2 separate regions of the Mus musculus genome follow, and region 2 is linked to region 1. Evidence: chromatin contacts called from public Hi-C data. All regions are on one chromosome and are shown on one strand. The core of a region is the stretch at or near the end of the contact, and the rest is flanking DNA. Distances in the headings are between cores, read along the strand shown. Region 1 has its middle 8.9 kb from the start of Ccdc170. Region 2 overlaps Ccdc170 (coiled-coil domain containing 170).

Region 1 (3,794 bases), core at 726-3,225:
TAAAATGATTATTTGACTACCAAGCTTCCTGCACAGTGCTTCCTTCTCTTTCTCTTTTATAAGAGTTTTATTGACAAAGTCACTTCATGACTAGTAATGCAAATTTATAAATAGATTTAATTGAGATCAGGCTATGAATCGTCAGAAGATAAGGATCTCTTACAAAAATTTAGACCATTATGTTACTTGGATATTCTGGGAGGATAAGGGAGAGTCACTTTATAGATACAGGCATATGGCTAACCCACAATTGCTTATGAAATCTGGCCTCATATGAATTAGGAAAAATATCAAAAGGGTTCAGGATGCTGCTTTGAAACCCTTGGCAGGAATCTTAGGATCAGCACAAGAAGCTAGGAGAGAAAGCAGTGTGAGTGAGAAACGTTTCCCTCTTGATTTTAAAAAGCAAGAACTCTTTTTTGCTTGAAAGTTGGCATAATTTTAAAAGAAATCCAGAACATGTCTAAAATGGGGTCAGGAATATCCCACACTCCTCTCAACTCCCCTCAGAGCTGTGAGATTTTCCGAAATGATAAAGACATTTGAAAGGTCCAGAAATAGTTGGGGCTTCTGCTTAATTTAGAAATCACGCTTGCTTTTGAAACTTGATTTTACCCTAATGTTTAGTCAACTATCTTCATGCTTTAAGGAGCCATTAACCTTCTTTCCTTTGAGAACTCCAGCGTTTGCTGGCAAGAGGAATTCTGGGTGCAGGGGATGGCTCAGTGGGTAAGGATGTTCTACGCAAGTGTGGTGACCCAGGTTTGGTACTGTGAACTCAAATAAAAGTGGAGGAAGAGAGCAGGCTTCAGAGAGTTGTTCTCTGACCCTACATACGGAAGCCACCCTCCCAGTCATAATGTTATTCCTAATAAATTGATCTTAGTAAGTTTTCATTGTTTTGGAGTAATCTTGATCAACTTCAAGGAGGTTGCTCTAAGTCTGCTGCTAACCTCCTGTTCTTGGACAGATAACCTCCAGAGACATTTTACAAATGCTCAAGGATCCTAGAGAGGACAAGTCTGGGCAAGGGAGTCCAGCATTGTCCGTGGGCCTCCACTGTGTACACAATGGCAAGCGTTCACCCACCCACTTGCATATCATCCACATACATAAACCAGGGCTCGAATAGATGGGGCTCCATGACATTGAAGAAATAATAGTAATAGTGATAAATCTGACACAAAGTGGAATATTTCTGTCAATGGTCATTAAAATTATCATTAGATAATGATAATTTTATAATACAACCCTTTTCTTCCTCCCTCCCTCCCTCCTTCCCTCCCCTCCCCCTCTCCCTCCCTCCCTCCCTCTTTTCTCTCTCTCTCTTTCTTTCTTTCTTTCTTTCTTTCTTTCTTTCTTTCTTTCTTTCTTTCTTCTTTCTTTCTTTCTTTCTTTCTTTCTTTCTTTCTTTCTTTCTTTCTCTTTCTTGTTGTTTTGTTTTGAGACAGGGTTTTTCTGTATAGCCCTGGCTGTCCTGGAACTCACTCTGTAGTCTGGGCTGGCCTCAAACTCAGAGATCTGACTGCTTTTGGCTCTTGAGTGCTGGGATTAAAGGAGCACACTGCCATTATCCCCCTCCCCAACCCTCTCCTATCCCTCTGGATCCCTTCTTCCTAATGTTTTCCTCTTCTTTTATTATGTATGAATATATATGTGTATGAATGAATGTATGTTTGTATGTATACATGTGTATGTGTATATGTATATATGTATGTATATATCATTTTTATGATCCTCTGAGTTTAATTAAGGTTGCTTACATGAGTGTGGGCATGGTATTATTGACTGGACTACTGGCATCTTACCACCCCTGAAAAATGGCCCTTTCATCCCTCAGCAGCTCTAACTGCCAATAGCTCCTCAGCCAGGGGTGAGGCCTGGTGAGCCCCTTTCCCACTCAGCCAGGCCAGAATGTTGACAGGCCTGATGCAGTGCAGGTCTGCTGTAGAGGACAGCTGCCGGCTGGCGCTTCACGAGCGAGCGCAATGGTCACGTCATGCCCAGACGTCAGCATTTCACCGAGTTCCTCTCCTCATCTGGCTCTTGCATTTTTTCAGCTCTCTCTTCCAGATGTTCTCTGAGATGTAATGAGGATGTGCCACAGCTGTCAGTTTAGAGCTGAACACTCAGCAGTCACCTCTGTGGCTCTCTATGAACTGCTGCCCACTGTAAAAACCTCAGACCAAGGCTGAGAGTGGCGCTAGTCTAGGGCGTGCATCTGGGCATAGTTGTACAGAAGAACGTGAAGTTCTTAGATCCCTCTGGCTCTAGCAGGCTCTGTTTGCTGCTGTGTTGAGAGCAGAGCCTTGATCTTTCAAAACAAAATGTCCACTTATTATTTTAGATGATAAACAAAGCCACCAAAGGGTCAAGGCGTTAGTGATTGAGGTCTCTGGCGTCCACTGTGGAGCCACGTGGACGAGGTTGACCATATAGTTTCCTTAAATATGATGATAGTTAATTAGGTTAAGGTCATCTTTTGGCTCAGGAGACACTAGGTTTTTAAAAGGCATTCTGCATATTACTACTGTGGTTTAAGAAGAGGAGGTCTATAGGTTTGTGTTTTTAATTTAAAAAAATTAGAAAATTTTAAATCACTTATTTTCTTGTGTGGTTGTATATATATGTATGTGTGTGTGTATGTGTGTGTGTATGTGTGTGTGTGTATGTATGTATGTATGTATGTATACTTATGTGTAAATTCTAGGGATTGAACATGTGTCATCAGGTTAGTACAGCAAATGCTTTGTATAGCCCTCTATGATTGTGAGGTGTGTAGCCTAGTAACCATGGGTGGCCTTGATGTTCATGACTCTACTTCTTAAATGCTGGTATTAAATGCATGTATCTCTGCAGCCAGCTTGATGTCTGCTCTTAGAAGTCAGGTGTTTTCAGTTGGGCAGTGGTGGCACACACCATTAATCCCACCACTTGGGAGGCAGAAGTCGATGGATCTGTGAGTTCAAGGACAGTCTGGTCTACAGAGCAAGTTCCAGAACAGACACACCCTGACTCACTATCTATCTATCTATCTATCTATCTATCTATCTATCTATCTATCTATCTATCTATCTGGAAAAGTGAAATGTTTTCAACTCCTTTCTAAAGATCCTTTTCCCAAAGCAAAGAGGAGCCTTTTTTTTTTTTAAGATTTATATACTATTACACATAAGTACACTGTAGCTGTTTTCAGATGCACCAGAAGAGGGCGTCAGATCTCATTATGAGTGGTTGTGAACCACCATGTGGTTGCTGGGATTTGAACTCAGGTCCTTTGGAAGAGCAGTCAGTGCTCTTACCCATTGAGCCATCTCACCAGCCCCTAGAGGAGCCTTTAAAATTATATTCGTGTGCATTTAGTTAAAATAATTTAAGCCTGCGATCTTTCACAGTTTCTGGTCCAGTAGAATAAGAACAAATACATTGCTTTTCTAGTTCTTATTGGAGGAATTCTCTATTCTGTACTCTAAGCCAAAAATGCTAACAGCTAACACATGTTAACTTTGTCCTGAATACCTGGTACTTTGCACATGTTAAACAGTATCATCTTTATACCAACCTCACAGATTGTCACCAGTACCTCTGTTGAGAACACAGATAACAAATGTGTTTAAAGAAGTTAAGGTATTTTCCCAAAAATCATAAGACTAGGAAATAGCAATATCAGAACTGGAATCCAGATAGCCTGGATCAAGAATTTGTCTTCTCTAGTGATCTAAGGGCCTCCAAGTCTAGGGATAAATTTAAGAACTTTATCTGTATTTTTTTTTTTAAAGGATAAGAAATTCTAA
Region 2 (3,794 bases), core at 498-2,997, 86 kb after region 1:
CCCCCACAGAGACTGTTTCTTCCCAGAACAAACCTGTCTCCTCCATCCAGCCGTATATCATAACCCTTGCCTGCTTGTTCATCTGTATGAAATACAGCTTCTTGTCCAGCTCTATGCGATAGCTCTGCCTCTCTGTTCAATCTATAGAGAAAGCATGCTGAGCTTCTGCAGTAATGTGGTCACGCCAGCAGAGAGCACCGACCATCTAATCCCAGTTTTTCTGCATCTGTCTGTCTGTCTGTCTGTCATCTGTCTCTCTGTTTGTCTGTCTTTTCATCTTTTCTTTATTCCTTCACTTTCCCCATTGGGTCTGTCCTTGGAGCTGTGCTGGATGTGACACTTCCTTACTTGAGTTATTTTGTAAGCAGTTAGTGTGATCTCAAACTCCCAAGGACACATCTCCCATCCCAGGAACCTCCCCTAGGGCTTTAAGGCTCTGGGGTGAGTCTCCAGCTGGGGACCATCTCTGCCCTTTGTCTGCCCAGGATTCAATGGCATCTTTTGCCTCATGTCCACATCTGGAGATTCTTCTGAATGTGTAACGTCCTATAGAGATCCCCCCTACAGCAATGAGAGAGACCTTCTGAGGGGCCCCCCTGTGACGCCACAAAAAGAGGAGGCATTTTGCTGCTGCTATTGTTTATCTGCAAGGCACAGGGTTCCACTGGGTAGCACAGAAAATCCAACTTGCTCCCAGGTTTATTCTAGCCATTTCAATCCAGCCATGCTGCCTGCCATTTTAGTGGCTTGATGTTTTAAATAAGGCTACTCCACTCTATTGTTTATAAGCTATAAGGACTGAAGTCATGCTTATCCAGCCCATGCTGTCTTGTAAGGTCTGCATAGCTGCTTGGGATGAAGTCCACTGTTCATTCATAAAAAAAGTTAAGGGAATTCCACTGACTTCCCAGTTATCTTTGTATCCAGTTCTCTTAAGAAAGTACAAGGGAAATTATCATCATGCTCTTGACTTCTTAGATTAAAACCTTGGAACAGACCAAAGCCATTGAAGATTTAAATCAATCCCGAGACGAGCTGGAGAAGATGAAGGAGAATGCAGAGAAAAAGCTCATGTTGGTCATGTCTGAGCTGGAAAACACAGAGCAGGAGGCTCGAGCACACCAGGAAAGAAGCAGAGCCATGATAGAGTTGGCCAGCCTTGAACTGAAGACCCTGAGGAAGTCTTTGGATGAAGCGGAGAGGAGAGGAATGCAGGTAGATATAAATCTTCAGGACAGGACAGGATGGTTGAAAAGCTATATGCATAGTCATACTTAAAGCTTTGGACTGCTTTGCGAACTTGTATGCCATCCGTGTGCAGGACCATGCTTAGCTCCCGTGTGGCCTTCTAATTTTGCATGTGTGCCTCTAAAGAAAGCATTAGTCATACATTTCTTCCAACACAATGTGTAGCGGTTTCTATATCATCTCAACATATCTGCCCACTCCCCAGCATCTTTTTGGCAAGCCAATAATCATTATGAGTTTCTTGGCCAAGAAGAGCAGTTCATGCTTCATGGCATAGACTATAAGAAAGAAACAAAAACTAATGCTCTTATCAAAGCATTAGAAAGCTAGTGTGAATCCTCGTCTGGGGGTGATGAGATGCTTCCAACTGCATTTGATAATTGTCTGGAGATTGCCTCATCACATTTAATGTTAAGCAGGCCTTGGAGCTCAGAGAAGCCGTATCTCCCACAGAGATCAGTTGCAGGAAAACAGCCTCCAATCTCCAACAGTGGCACAGACTTCATGGTTGACCAAGCACAGATGTAAGCCATAAAAAAAGTACACGCTGGCTGGCTGGCTGGCTGGTTACAAGGAGAATCTTATCTCATGAGCACATCAGGTCAAACATAAAGAACTCTGTCCCGGGCAGTCTGACCCCTACTGCTTTTGACTAGTGTGTCACTTTCTGAAGCTGAAAAGGGCAGAGAACGGTCTCTGGTCCTAGGGATTTTTTTTTTCTTTCCTCCACTCTGCTTTGGCTCATGTGTCAGGCAGAGCTGGGAAGAGCCAAGCTCTAAGGGCAAGCGTTCTCAGGAAGAAAACATCTCAGGAATTGTGAGTTTTGGCCATATTCAAGAGAGTGGGAAACTCTGAGGGAAGCGCTTGCATTTGGGAGACTAGACTGGTACCTTATTCTATTTGGGTGCTTGAGCAAAGTGTAGGAATCAGGGCAGCTCATAATAAGCAGGGCAGTTATTTCTCTTAGGTCTATAGGTTTGAGAGTCAAGTTTACATATGATGTCTTCCCAAACCCTCAAATGGTAAAAGCTGTGGTTATCCGTTGATAAGGATACCAATTTTGTCTTAGAGAAGCCAACATCATAATCTCAACCAAGCCTAATTAGCTCATAAAGCCAGTACCATCCCACCGAGGATGATGCTTCCATATACACTTTGAAGGTGTGGTGTGCAAATAAGAACCTCTCATCTCCCACGCTGGACCATTCATGGGAAGGAAATTGGAGATAAATGAACATGGGGTTGGCGTGTTTGGATGGTGTTCTTCTGATGGCACTCCGTCTGCAGGCTGCACTCTTGATGTGCATGCCATCTTTTCTGAAATAGAAGATATTTAGTGAGGGCTTACCTAAATACCCCTGTTTTGTCTATGGTAACCTAGGGCAATGGAAACCACCCTGGGAGGACGTGAAGAGAGGCAATATATCGGGGGTTGGCCTGGTGATGCTAGGTACTCAAAGGCTAAATATAGCAACCCCCAGAATAAGATTTACTACAACAGTGGGGCCCATTATAACCATTGCCCCTGGCTTCTACTTTCCCTTTACCATACACCTAGTAGCTTCAGATCAGCCCAGTGTTAGAACCACACACTGAGGCAGCAGTCTTTGGTTTAAGAAGGACCGAGAAGCCCTCCTGTTTTCAAAAGCTTACTCCTTGTCTTGAGTTTCAGAACCCCATTTCCCTGTTAATGTCTCAAATGCAGAAATGTTTCTCCACTCACATCAACATTTGTAGAGTCCCTTGTCAGGCCACAGAGCGTGTTCTCAGTTAATCGTTTTGCTCATCCAGGATTTCTGAACAGACTTAGTGAGGTCAGAGTCTCAGAAACGATTGTCTCTTGTGTGTGTGTGTGTGTCGGGGGTCTCGTCTCAGTAGCAAATGCACACATTGACTCGCAAGAGATTATGAAAATTCTGAGGCTTGGGGAACCTGCAGGGATTTTAGAGATCATTTAGCAGGCAAGCCTACTTATTCATAATTTAGAGAACTCAGGGTAGAGTGGGTCATTTGCCTACCTCATGCAAATCTAAGGGTTCCTTTCTTGCTATTGTTGTTGCACTTGACCCAGCAATGGTGGTGTGTTTTTGTTTTTTCTTTCCCAGCTAATGTGTCTCTGCTTGCTATTGCAGCTGGCAGACTTCAGAGAGGTGGTTTCCAGTATGCTGGGCTTGAACATGACCTCTCACGATCCTCCCGACTATGAGATCATCAAGTGTCTGGAAAGACTGCTCCATTCACACCGCCACCACCACCACCACCACTTTGTTCCCTGTGCCTGCCTCCAAGACATGGCTGCTGAGCAAGGCAGCTGCTCACACTGCCGTGTGGAAATTCCGCATTGATCACTTGCCTCCCTGAGGGAGGAACTAAGGGAGGGGGTACGATTCTCCAGTTGTGCAGTTCATACATTCCTCATATTTTTGAAATTCAGCCATAGTGTGTGACTAATATATTCTCTGATGACTTACTAAGAATATATCACCTGTGAAAAGATCTCCCAAAGTGCCATCCCTAGGGCCAGAGAAAGTAAAGGCACTTGCTGC

Evidence for each region. Hi-C and Micro-C count contacts between places; a contact is called where the count stands out from the background.
Region 2: a contact with region 1 is called in a Hi-C map of uterus. The contact joins two enhancer-like sites. A contact is called at or near these places in 2 of 39 promoter capture datasets (the 3T3-L1 cell line and 3T3-L1-derived adipocytes), 5 of 484 Hi-C or Micro-C datasets (adipose-derived mesenchymal stem cells, embryonic stem cells, liver and 2 more), 1 of 115 datasets of contacts at active chromatin or transcription factors (embryonic stem cells) and 2 of 9 other capture datasets (adipose tissue and liver).

Annotation. Positions count from the first base shown.
Region 1 is chr10:4,471,741-4,475,534 of GRCm38.p6, forward strand. No RefSeq gene overlaps it. Among named protein-coding and RNA genes, the nearest start is that of Ccdc170, 8.9 kb to the right of the region's middle. Within about 2 kb of position 1,976, at least 14 of the 459 cell types and tissues checked have an H3K27ac peak or open chromatin away from gene starts, as enhancers often do. A contact at or near this core is called in uterus, where this site is marked.
Region 2 is chr10:4,557,519-4,561,312 of GRCm38.p6, forward strand. Ccdc170 (coiled-coil domain containing 170) reads left to right here. Exons shown (of 11, transcript NM_001370992.1): 10 at 979-1,215; 11 at 3,381-3,794. The coding sequence ends at 3,593. Among named protein-coding and RNA genes, the nearest start is that of Gm22739, 75 kb to the left of the region's middle. Within about 2 kb of position 1,748, at least 12 of the 459 cell types and tissues checked have an H3K27ac peak or open chromatin away from gene starts, as enhancers often do. A contact at or near this core is called in uterus, where this site is marked.